2 separate regions of the Mus musculus genome follow, and region 1 is linked to region 2. Evidence: chromatin contacts called from public promoter capture Hi-C data. All regions are on one chromosome and are shown on one strand. The core of a region is the stretch at or near the end of the contact, and the rest is flanking DNA. Distances in the headings are between cores, read along the strand shown. Region 1 holds the start of Hint3 (histidine triad nucleotide binding protein 3). Region 2 holds the start of 9330159F19Rik (RIKEN cDNA 9330159F19 gene).

Region 1 (6,276 bases), core at 1,269-3,768, 1.4 Mb after region 2:
ATGGTTCTGTGATTTTACTGCCTTCTATTGTACTACTGAACCATTATTAAGAGAAAAAAATCCGCCGGGCGTGGTGGCACACGCCTTTAATCCCAGCACTCGGGAGGCAGAGGCAGGCAGATTTCTGAGGCCAGCCTGGTCTACAAAGTGAGTTCCAGGACAGCCAGGGCTACACTTTCTCTGGTTTTTCCCTGTCTCAAAAAACCAACCCCCCCCCCAAAAAAAAAAAAAGAAAAAAAATCCAATCCCAAAGATAGAGTGCCAAAAATAATGTGTGTATATACATGTATGTATTTTTTAAATCTTTGTGTGTGTTTGTTTCTTTTTTTTTTCTTTTCTTTTTTTTTTTTTTTCCCCTTTGGTAGTGCTGGTGGTCAAACCCAGGGCCTAACATGCTTACATGCCTGGCAAGTTCTGGTAGTTCACTGAGCTACACCTCTGGCCAGTTTTTCTTTTTTCTTTCCTTTTGGGGTTTTCAAAACAAGGTTTCTTTGTGTAGCTCTGACTATCCTGGAGCTTGTTGGCCTCAAACTCAGAAATCTTCCTGTCCCTGTCTCCCAAATGCTGGGATGAAAGGTATGTGTCACCACCACCAGGCTTCTTTACAGTATGACTTCCCAGAGCAAAATACTGAAGAGAAGCCAATTGTCTCTAACTCAGAAACAATGTTGGTAAAACTATAAAATAAAGCACTGAATGCCTATTAAAAGGAATGTAAAGAATTACTACTGCTATGAAATTATTTCTAGGCTAGTCTTTTTTTTTAAAGCACAAAACAGAAAAAGCTACCCTGTGTAATGTTCTACTATGCTGTTCCAGTTGTAATTTTTATAGACTATTCTAGGACCTGCTTCAACAGTTCCTCCAATATTTCCTAACAAATAATTCTCAAAAGTTAATTTTTATATAGCTACAATAATTTCTTCCCAGTAACTGTCCCCTTATATCTAAAACAAGCAAGTCCATTTGAAAGAGCATCTTAAAGCCATGGTATCTAAGGTGTTAACAATTTTAATTAGCAAAAGAGCAATTAAATCAGCTAATATTGCTAAGTATGAATTCAGGCATAGCAACACTTCTGTGGGTTCTCAAACATTGTTTCATTTTTCGATTCTAAGAGCTAGCTAGCTTTCTTTCTTTCTTTCTTTCTGTTTTTGTTTGGTTTGTTTGTTTGTTTGTTTTTGTTTTGTTTTTCAAGGGATTTCTCTGCATAGCCTTAGCTGTCCTTGAATTCACTGCATTGACCAGGTTGGCCTCCAACAGAGAGATCTTTCTGCCTCTGCCTTTCTGAGTGCTGGAATTAAAGGCATGTACCACTACCACTCAGCTATTTCTAAGAGCCCCTTAAAAATAATTCGTATCAATGCCATGAGACTCATACACAAAGAGTAAGACACTGCCCTTGGTACTGGTAAGCCCCCTGCTAAGAATATGTGATATGCCCTTTGCTTAAATGAATTCTAAAAATACAGTAAGAAAACCATACAGAGATCTGTGAGGCAAAGAATCATCTCTGACTTTTGTTGGAAAGATTCCTCAAACAAATTCTTCATGATGCTGGCAACCCTGATTATACCAAAACAAATAATTTCCTCTGCTCTTATTTGTATAATTATATATCAACAACTTATATAAGTGCAATCATTTCCTGTGTTTACAATGAATATATGTGTAATAAGAATTTTAAATGCAAGATGATAAATCTCTCTCAAAAGATTAACTCTTTATGAAGGATGATGAGATGTAAAAATGTTAGACCCAGGGGAAAGGGAGAGTTTTCTGGAATTTCCAGGCATGACATGACTGTTGCTCTCCCGATCTCGCAGCAAGTATGATTAACTACACTTGATCTGCACAGGTTTGAACCCTGTCGAGATCTTGTAACGAAAAGGGGAGTAGTTCATGAGGCTCTCACGGTAGATAAGGAAGATTCTTACAAGCTATTAACTGTAAGTATCAGTTCGACTTCAGACCCAGTCCTGAAACCCCATTCCAGCCCATTTCAGTCAAATTCACACTTCTTCACCACGTCCAAGACCTGTTTTCAGCAAGTTGTACGCTCTCTAACGATACTGGAAGAATACATAATTTTAAAATTACTATCTAGAGAAGAGGAAGACTCCCTAAAATAAAAGTAAAGACACAGGATGCTGCTGTGTTGCAAATGCATGCGAGGGAGGCGAGAATGCTGGGCTCTATCACTGCTATCTCTCCCTACTGAACAGCAAAGGCAACACTGGAGACCTCTGGGTCCCTGACAGAAGTCAGTCACTGTTTAGTTCGTCTGCAGAGACAGAAGCCTGCGAGCAGGGATTGGATGCCTGGTCCCCACCCACCCGGCCTGTCGCCGCCCACCTCACAGTGAAAGAGTTCAGTTTTGGGTTCCTGACCCGCCGCCACGCGGCAGAACACGCAGTTGCTGTCATAGTTCCAGGACTCCGAGGTCCCAGGCGAGGACCCCTCGGGATCCGGCTCTCCGACCAAGCCCGCTTGCTTCTCAGCCATGGCGGCCGAAAGGCGACGTCAGGATCAGCTGAGGTGCGCAAGGCCCGCCTCGGGCGGATGCACCTGGAATCGCCGCCCTAGGGTGGCCCGCCTAGTGACACGGAGTCTGCGCACGCGCAGGGCCAGACTCTGGGTATGGGACACACCAGATAGCTCGGCCTCTAAAAGGGCGACGATCAGAGGGCAAGCCCGGCGCTCCGTGATGACGAAAGCAGCGCAGCCGCAGGAGCCCACTGCTCAAAGGCGTTTTCTGACGGGAAGACCTATCCAGGGGTTGGTAACATTCATCTAAAGTGTAAAGGATATTGCTTTCACGTCCCTATAGTGTATTACACTCCCGTTACAAAAGAAAAAGAGTATAGAAATTCGATTCTTTTAAGGGTATGAGAGGATGAGTCAAACGTATAGAGAGCCTTGTTTGGCAAAGTGAAATTTCCGAGTTTCCTGTGTACTTACTTGTTCAGCCACAGTAATTTTAGGATCTGAAACCAAACCAAACAAACAAACCCGGCCAAATTGGTCTCTACATGTTTGCTTTTGTTTATAGTACAATGTAAATCGAAAGGGTCTCCTATCACACATATGTCATATGGAGAGAAAAGGTAGTAATTGAGAAATTCCCTGCCAGGTCACCTGATTCATTGTAACAATTTTCTCTTGTATTCCCGGCTATTTAGGAAAGAGAGGGAGAGAAACCCTTTGGGAACAATCATGCGCGGAAAAGTATCAGTTCTTAAGTATGATGTGATCTCACCTTTTTACAATACATGGCATTTGCTGAGCACCAAATACTCTGTTTCTCTAATTGTGAAAACTCCCAAGGTTGATTATTTTATTACAGGTCTACAGAAAGAGACAGATTCAGACTTATTTTCTTACCACTTACCCAAATGATAAAATTCAAATAAATGTCTAGTTCTAGAACCCATAATAACACTTAGTGTGACTTTAAACTCAGTAGTGATTTTAAGTGAATTATCTTGTAATCTGAAACAGTAACGTAAGTTAAGTAAGAGTACATGCACATTCACGTTGCATTTAATTCCCTTTGTAGTTAACCATATGGTGTGCAATCATGACAATAGCTTCTCAGATCATCACAAGTTTGAGGCAGGACTCAGAAGCAGAAAATTTGACTTTGACACATTTAAATATTATCATGTTCCATGTCTGTTCTTACACTTTCATATCACGCTGCTTTTTTATGGTGTGTGTATGCATGCACACACACAGTAGCTGTATGTCTTTATCCATGTAGGTACTTGAGTACTTGGGCTGCCTCTTGGGCCATGGTGGGGGGGGGGGTGATCTGTAGATGCCTTTCATAACTGCTTGTTTGATATTGAAAGCTTTTGAGTTGACTTTGGCTTTGGTAAGGACAGGAGTTTCATCCTTTATTCTTGGTGCTATCATAGTGGAAATGTTCCCATAGACATTTCACAACAGTCTGATGAATAAAAGAATGATTTTCAGATCCCACGGGAAAACACTTTTGAGTTATGAGAGTTGCACAGTCACAAACAGAAGTGCTTTTTTAGTAAAGGCTATGAGTGGTAAGGGTCAGGAGCCTTGTATGGGGGCAGGTGGGGATGGCTATAACAAACACCAGAGCCTGATATTGTGAATTAAGCATTTAGGGCCCTGTCTGTATGCTTCCATATGGGTGTTGTCTTGGGATAGATGTTTGCACACAGTTATTATAGGGCAAAAGTTTTTCAGTTCTCTCTTCCTTGACAAAATGTTTCTTCCTCAGTAAGGCCAACTCTGACTAACCTTGCAACCGTGGTCTAGCCCCTTCCTTCCTCTTTAGCTTTCTCTATTTTTTTTCTATTGCAAGTCCTTTCCCACATACTTAAAATTATATAGTAGCATGCTACATATATGTTAACCCTATGCATTTAACTTAGGGTATATATTTATTTTTACTCCTTCATCTCCAATGAGTGCAGTCTCTACAGAAATTATCTTTTGTTCCTGTTCATATATGTACCAGCAGTAACTCTGCTACTCTATAGTAGTCAAGGACTACAATAAGAATTTTTGGTCTAATAACTGGAAGGCTGAAGCTGCCATTTACCAAGGTGAAAAACTGTGGGACTAACAGATGTGGGATGGTCAGGGAAGATCAGGCATCCTGTTCTGGGCATGTTACTTTGAGATGCTATATCAACTGAGCTGATGGGTATAGGCTGTTTATCGTTGTAAGAGTTCTAAAACGCTTAATGTCTTAGACCAAAAAGGTTTCCTTTATATAAATACACTCCTAGTTATGCTCACCACTGCTGCAATGAGTCACCATGAACAAAGTAACTTTGGGAAGAAAGGGTTTATTGGTTTTTTTTTTCCACCATTACTGTTCATTATCTAAGGAAGTCAGGACAAGAACCCAACAGGAACCTGGAGACAGGAGCTGATGCAGAGGCCATGGAGAAGTGCTGCTTACTGGCTTGCTCCACATGGCTTGCTCAGCCTGCTTTCTTATAGAAACTTATAGATCACCTTCCTGCAGTGGGCTGCACTCTCCCACATCAATCACTAATTTTAAAAATACCCTACAGGCTTAGTGGTACATGCCTTTATTCCCAACACTTGGGAGGTAGAGACAGATGGGTCTGTGTGAGTTTGAGGCCAGCCTGGTCTACAAAGTGAGTTCCAGGGCAGCCAGAGCTGCATAGTTAGACTCTGTCTTGAAATAAATAAATAAATGTCTTGGTCTTGTTTGCATACATAGCAGGCCAGCTGTTTCTGGTATTTATATAAAGGAACGGTATATGTGCTGTCTAGTTTTATGTCATTTTAACACAGCCTAGAATCATTGGAGAAGAGGGTATTGTAAATTAGTTGCTTTGTCAACCTGCCTTTAAGTGATTCAGCCACAGTAGTTTATGCCATCACCCACTTCCACTAGGTATGGCACATATAAAGCCCTGGCCACACCTCTCTCTCCCCCTCTCTCATTCCCTCTGTGTTGCCGGTAGTTTTAGAAACACAATACTGCCTTTGCCCAGGAGCTGCGATGGGGCTCTGACCCCTCCTGGCTCCCTTTGTTCCTTCTGGCTTCTGCCAGGCTGCCAGCACTGACTTGGCATCTCTCACTCTCTACCCTCCTTGCTCAGGGAGTAGACTGCACCACCAGCCCACTCCCATGACCCTTGTCCCAGGATGGGTTGCATTACCAGCCCCACCATTGCATCTGAGCATAAAAAATACAGTTTGTCACTTTTCAGCTTGCCTTTTGTGACAGTTTCTGGTCACACACAGAATCTCCTGCCTAAAAAGGCATGCCCTCATCAATTAATTATCCCCATCTCTCCTCCACATCCTTGGCTACCCTCCCATAGCAGGGACCAGCTGTCCCAAGGCCTTACATGATTTCAGTGTCCCTTTTCCTCCAAGGCATAGCTGAAAAGCCCCTCTCTTCCCTCATATGCCTTTCTTCTTGGGACTCGGAAGTCCCACTTGTACCTTTCACCCAGCAAATGGCTCCTGGTCTTCTTTATTAACAAATCAACAACCAATTAGGGAAATAGACCTTAGTATCGGCACCTCCCCTTACACCTCTGTCTTATTCATTCTTTCTGTCTGTCTATCTCTCTCTCTCATGTCCCCAGTTCAAGACTTTCAATCTCCACCCCCCACCCCCCAAACTCATGCCTTAAATCAGATGCATGGTGTGACTTTGTGACTTGACTGCAGCCCACCAAGGAATGGAGCCTCAGTTGAGAAAATCCCTCTATAAGATCTGTAGGCAGGCCTGTAGGTCATATTTTA
Region 2 (6,788 bases), core at 3,234-5,733:
GTTCAAAAGTGTTTCTTTGAACTATTTCTTACATCTCGAAGTGCCTATGTAAGGCTTGGCTAAAATAGCTATTGTCATGTCACCAGACCTCAGAATAGAAGAAGCCAGCATCCCATGATTCTTGGTAAAAAAACATCCAGTGCTTGGAAAACAGTGCACTAGCTGAAATGTAATAGCCTAAGTATGTAACTCCTAGGAGAAAATGTCCTTGGTGTAGCCATCCCAACTTTTACCCAGTCAGAGCCTCATATGCATCAAAGTCATTTTTATTCTCTTAACACACACTTACAGCTCTGCGTTTCTAGGATGCAGAAAACATAGGACCACATTTGATGGGGGCGGGAGTCCACACTGGATGAACTGATTGAAAAAGTTCAAAGTTCCTAGTTTTCACGAATAGTTCAGTATAAACCTCCAAGCAGTGTAAGCTATGGCTGGTTGTAATGCTAAACTGAATCCCTGGGTGGAACGCTGTACTTAATTACAAGAAAAGAGACTTGAGGAGTTGTGCTGTGGACCCCATTTCTTTGACTCCTCACAGTAGCTTTTGTAATTCATGAATTTGTCTTATTCCTCAAATCCGCCCTCCCCCCACCCCCGAGTGTGACCTGAGATGATGTTGCCACTCATCAATGTTTTATAAGTTGAATATTAACTGAAATTCCTCAGATCTGACCTTAAAGAATCTATACAAGGCAGACATTGCTCTGTAAGGAAGGATGGGTGGTGGTGGCACACATGCCTTTAATCCCAACACTTGATAGACAGGTTCAGGGCCAGCCTGGTCTACATAGTGAGTTCCAGGATGGCCAGAGCTACACAGAGAAACTCTATGTTAAAAATCAAAACAAACAGCAACATCAAAAAGCTTTCTGTGGAAAGAATGACTATAATACTATAATACTATAATATAATATATAATATATAATATAATACTATAGTATGGCCTCCAACTTTAGCCTGAAAAGAATGAGTTTTCTTTTCACTCCAACATTATTCTGTGCTCTCGGTTATTTTCATGTCATTTTTATAGAAAACAGAAACACACTGTAAATATTATTGAATGGTAAAGAAGGAAGAAAAACTGTACAAGCATGAACTCATATATTCCCAGTCTTATAGCAGCCAGAGTTGTTTTAGCTTGAAGAGCAGAGGTCAGAGTGCAGCTGTGAGACATCAGTCCTCACATATGCCACATATGTTGACATAGGGTACCAAGTCTCTGATGCTATGCTGTGCATTGCCAGCTTCAGGACAGTTCTAACCCTGCCTCCCATCTTTCTATGGAAGTGCTAGGGTCACAGATGCATACCACCTCATTCAGCTTTTCACACTGCTTTCAGGGATTGAAGCAGGTTATTAAGCTTATGTGACTAACACTATTACCCATTAAGCCATCTCCCCAGGCTCCAAGTCTCTTTATCTAAGTAGCAAATAAACTCTCAACTATATGGTGTTTTATGGCACACTTGACAGATAGACTATGGACTCCCTTGATTCAACTAACTCAGACAGATTTGGCAAAGCCAGAAGCCAGCATCTTATTATCCAGTCAGAGCCAACATCCTTATCCCTGATCTTGAGTCTTGTCTCTTGACTTGGTTGGAATTTTAAATTTCACAGCGCTGCCCTGGGGATGAGAGGACCGGGATTCTATTCTTAGTGTAATTAGTGGCCTTGAACAGATGATCTCATGACAGGGTCTCCCCCTTCACTGTAAACTGAGAAGGTTAGCTAGATGACCCCAGAGGCTCTTTTTGGCTCTAAATTTGGTGACTCTGGAAACACCTGCTCATGCCATTTATGTGTTCAGTGTCTTTCTTCTACTTTTCCAAAATGTTCTAACTCATGGCTATTGTTATCATACATACAAACGTTTTTAAACCTTTTTTTTTATAATTTGCTGTATTGTTTCTTAATGGTAGCTGGTCTTTCTCTATTAACTCTTATTAAGTATTGTGTATATTCTGTTCCACTTTGAAATTGGGTTAGCAGGCATGCAGTTGTGAGTAAAACTATTTCTAAAATGGAGACCAATAATTTGGGTGTGTTTGTTATTTTGAGATGAATTCAAATGTTCAAATGGCTTACAAATCATCTGCATTACACAATAAATGACGTGTTTTCTATAAAATCGTTCTCATTTTCACACTTTAAAATGTTAAATCATTTAAGAACTAAAATTATCACCATTGCTGTGGGAGTACATACACCATCATTAGTTTTTTTTTCAGTTTATATATCTTGTGCATATAACGATAGCCCCTCTTGTTAAAATGAATTGCTTGGAAGCTCTTTAAAGCAGTTTTGAACAGTTGTTGTCTTTATATCCTATCAGTTTGTTGATGTGCTTACTCCAGAGACAGAGACAGAGACAGAGACAGAGACAGAGACCAAGAGAATATGTATGTATGTACATATATTTACAAAATTATTCAGCAGAAAGGGCTAGAAGATATTCACATTAGTGTTAAATTTGAAGTGACTCATTGGCAAACCTACATACAGTATAAGAAGCTAAAAAAAAAAGGGGGGGACTGTAGTTCTTTTTTATTAGCACAGGAAAAAGGATATTGAAAAAGCCACAGGGAAGACCAGAGTCCATAGCACAACATAGCTTCTGAAAGTCAGCCAAATGCTATTTGACTTTCTGATAGAATTATGGAAAAGGCCTTTTGTCTTTCTTCTCTTCAGTTATTGTTTATGGGTTTGTGTCTGTTTGTTTGGAGAGCAGGATCTCATGGAGCCTAGGCTGGCCTTGAACTTCCCCAGTATCTGAGATTAGCCTTAAACTGCTGATCCTCCTGCCTTTACCTCTCAGGTTCTGGGATTCCAGGCTTATGCCAACATGTCCAGATGCAAAGCCTAGCTTGAATTACAGGGAACACATAGAAACTCAATGATTTAAAATGAAGAGTCCACAGGAGTATTATTTGATAACTCCAGCTAATGGTTCTGAGCAAAGTTTCTTATTCGTCCTCCTGTATGCATTAGCAACGAGGCAAGCAGGAGGGACCAACTGTAACTCTCTGTCACTCCATGTATCTGTTTGCCTTACAGTCTTATGAAGTAAATTCATCTAATTGGTTAAGGAAGAAACAGAGGCCACAGGATTACACAGTTAAATGGGGGCAGAAGTATTGAGCCCTCGGTCCCTATAACAATATTCCAGGGTCCCCAAACTGGTTCCAAGTCCTGCTCCTCCTCTCAGAGGTCTTTCTGTGGGCTTTGTCAAGATGTTTTAGCTCTCTAAGCCATGGATATAAGTAAGATCCGGTGAATAAAACTGCAGACAGTTGCTAAGGTGGTAAACTGACACGAAGCTCCACTTGACATCCTTAGCACAGAGCTTTGCTTAAAGCTGCTCCCAGTGAATAACTAGTGTTGCTATTGTAACTATGACGATTGTGGCTGCCCCTGGAAATATGAATCCTAGCTCTCTAAACATAGGGAAGCATTTCTTTCGGTTATTCTGCCTGTATAACGTCCTTCTATGGAAGTAAAGAAGCTGGAGTTGGTGGCTCAAGACCCTAATTCCAGGACATGGAAGACTGAAGCAGGATTGTACTAAATTGAGACCAGTTTGAGAGGCAATATTGAGTTTTAGGCTAGCCTGTTTTGCTAAGCAATGTTATATGCTAATTAATTAGTCAGTTGACTAAATTAGATAAATATATGGTTGCCCTGACCAGTTTACCATTATTAAGCAATTTAGCTCCTTATGGGATGGAGCTTGGAGGTAGGCAAAAAAAAAAAAAAAAAAAAAAACCAACAAAAACCAAAAACATGAAATTATGGCATGCTTCAAATGACACATTGTTATATTGTACAGTCGGAAAACTTTAGCTTGACGATAAGAGCTTATTACTTAAAATTCAGTGTAACTGATTTGCTATATTGGCCCTAAAGACTTTATTGACTAAAGTAAACCACTATTCTCTCTCTCTCTCTCTCTCTCTCTCTCTCTCTCTCTCTCTCTCTCTCTCCCTCTCTCTCTATATATATATATGCCCCATTTCTATTTTGCATAAAGGCAAACATTCAATATGTTTCAACATACATTTTGACTCATGCTTGCTGGTGTGTGTGTGTGTGTGTGTGTGTGTGTGTGTGTGTGTGTGTGTGTGTGTGTATTTCTTTTTTTTTTTCTCACACATTTCCACTTCATCCCTGGCCAGACTAACAAAGACACTGAAACTGCATCTCACTGTAGAGAGAGAGGGAAAGAGAGGGGATGGAGGAAGAGGATGGTTCTTGCTCCTAAAAAAAGAGTCTACTTTCCAAATAAAAGAAATCTAAATTGTCATCATGTGCTGCTAGCAAGCAGATCTCTCCTGGCAAGTTTGAAAATGCTAGGCTCCATTATAAAAGTTAAAAATGTCCTGGACCTGGAGTTGTTTACCCAGAGGATATAACTGCTCTAAAGTTACAGAGCTGTGGTTGGAAGCAGCAGCCTTAAGGCCGCCTCCAAGTCCCTGACGTCATAGTAGCCCAGCTGCTGTTGTGACACTGAGCAGAGTAGCTCTTTGAAGTTCAATTTGCAAAGGCGTTTGTCAGGACCACTGTGGAAGATGAATGGATTTTGTTTTATAAAAGAACCACTGAGACTGTTCTTTAAGACAACTAGCTCTCTGCCCCACCTCTGCCATTGCTAGACTGGCCACACAGAGCCTGACCTGCTGCAGGACGACCCCCAAGTGTAAGAAGGTATGTTTCTTCTTGGCAAACTTGAACGAGCAAACTGGGTAGAGCAGGATACTGCTTCTGAATCTTAGATTAAAGATGAGATTTAAGTAAGTGTGTTTTCAGCATCTCCTGACCTGGCTGTGCTTGTGGCTGGGCCTCCGAACAGTGGGCAGGGTACATAAGGGATTCAACTGCCTTGGAGAAGGGGCTGTTCAACTGCTAAGGGTGGATTTCTAAAGCTTGGACTGACAGCAACATCCTCATCCTGAGACTGTTTCTCATTCATTCTCAGCAGTTCAGAAAAACGTTGCTCAGTGTAAGTTTCTATTAACTATTTATTAGAATGCAGTCTGTGGTGGGATGAAGTTATTTTTAATATCTGTGATATAAAATTTACAACCTGTGAGTTCTCTGTTATTTGAAATTTGTAATTTAAAAAAAAATGTAGTTTTATTCAAAACTACTATTACACTCCAGGAGGAGTATTTTTCATAATGTGAGTTAAAAGACACTGGTGTTTGTTTCCTGCAAACCAAGAGTTGTTTTTAATCAAAGCTTGTATCTTATTGGTTAAGGGAACTAAAACTAATGCGCATGTGGCTTAAATTGAGACTATGAGGAGATCCAAGAATAAAGATGGTGACCCGATGAGAAAACAAGATTGGCTTCTTTGGAATTCTTTGTGCTGCATTTCTTTGACCTTGCTAGAAAACAAGGAGCAGGCAGAAAGAGCAATGAACAGCAGTGAATTTTTTTTTCATTTTAATCTTCTAATAAAACCGAATGGGAGGTCTCTGGATAGATGCATTTGCTGATGAACAGCACATGAGCAATAGGATTCCTTAATTGCTTAAAATGGTTCCAGTGGTGGAAAATAACCTGGAAAGTAAGGGAGGGAATTACTTTGAAGATAGGTGACACAGTACTTTGAGGTATAGGCACAGAAGTTCCTAATCCCACAAAATTCATTGGGAGCAACTTATTGCCAGGCCAAATGATTTCCTCTAAGAATTGTGAAGTTGGAAGTATTTGCTGTCTCTGACATTCCTTCTGCAGTGTGCATCCTCATGTTTGTAAAGGACTTGAAATATAAGAAATGCAATATGCGCCAGGCAGTGGTGGCGCATGCCTTTAATCCCAGCACTCTGGAGGCAGAGGCAGGCGGATTTCTGAGTTCGAGGACAGCCAGGGGTATACAGAGAAACCTTGTCTGGAAAAAACTAACAAACAAACAAACAAAAAGAGAGAGAGAAAGAAATACAATATTGCCCAGAAAAAAAAACGAGAAAATAATGGGCACAAACTCAAAGCAGAATTTTCCTAAGACCGAAGCAGTAAGATCAACCCTCCTGACATGCCTTAGTTGGCTAAAATCCAGTTTCAGCAGGCAAGATGGAGTTTGAAATGGTCATAACTGTGAAGTAGAAAGCACTGAGCATGCCTTGGGTAAAGATGTATGACCATGGCCAAACTGAGGTGGGTCTAGGGACCAAGACTGCAACAGTAATCCTCTGCTCAACGTTATTATATTTATATCTTTGCTTCCCCGACCTAAAAGTTGTTTATAATCAAAGTTTGTATTTTATCATGTACAGTTCATGAGCCCCCCTTTGCTGTTCCTATATTTTGCTCCTTGGCAGGACTGAACCATCAGCTAAACCGTCTTGCTTCCTATTACAGCACTGCACAACCCACTCCCCTTTATAATCTTGGTGTCTTTATATTCTTTATAACCCTTTATAATCTTGGTGTCTTTATAATCTTTATAACCCTTTATAATCTTGGTGTCTGATTTTGAGGAGAAGTAGATTAAAGGGGATTATGGAATGCTAGTGTAATGTTGCTAGGGGCGGGGCATTTGTATGACTAGCAAATCAAGTCACTACCTCTCTACAGTTCCTCTAATGAACTTCTATTCTGAATGAAATTTGAGAATGCTGAAATGAAACAACGAGGAGCTAGGAGCAGGGAGAAGGAGATGTAAAATGGAGAACTCCTTTCATCTCTCCCACAGTGATGCCAGAATATGTGGGAGGGGAAGCCTGACAGCTAAGAACAAGGAGAGCTTTTATATTGGCTTCAGTGGAGAGCCCGAAAGCCAG

What was found. Promoter capture Hi-C pulls out the DNA fragments that hold promoters and counts their contacts.
Region 1: a promoter capture Hi-C map of cranial neural crest shows a contact between it and region 2. The contact joins the promoter of Hint3 here to the promoter of 9330159F19Rik in region 2. A contact is called at or near these places in 5 of 39 promoter capture datasets (cranial neural crest, hippocampal neurons, liver and 1 more), 1 of 484 Hi-C or Micro-C datasets (muscle stem cells) and 2 of 115 datasets of contacts at active chromatin or transcription factors (astrocytes and embryonic stem cells).

Annotation. Positions count from the first base shown.
Region 1 is chr10:30,615,848-30,622,123 of GRCm38.p6, forward strand. Hint3 (histidine triad nucleotide binding protein 3) reads right to left here and starts at 2,519. Exons shown (of 5, transcript NM_025798.3): 1 at 2,356-2,519. The coding sequence starts at 2,505.
Region 2 is chr10:29,207,160-29,213,947 of GRCm38.p6, forward strand. 9330159F19Rik (RIKEN cDNA 9330159F19 gene) reads left to right here and starts at 4,484. Exons shown (of 6, transcript NM_001162537.2): 1 at 4,484-4,707.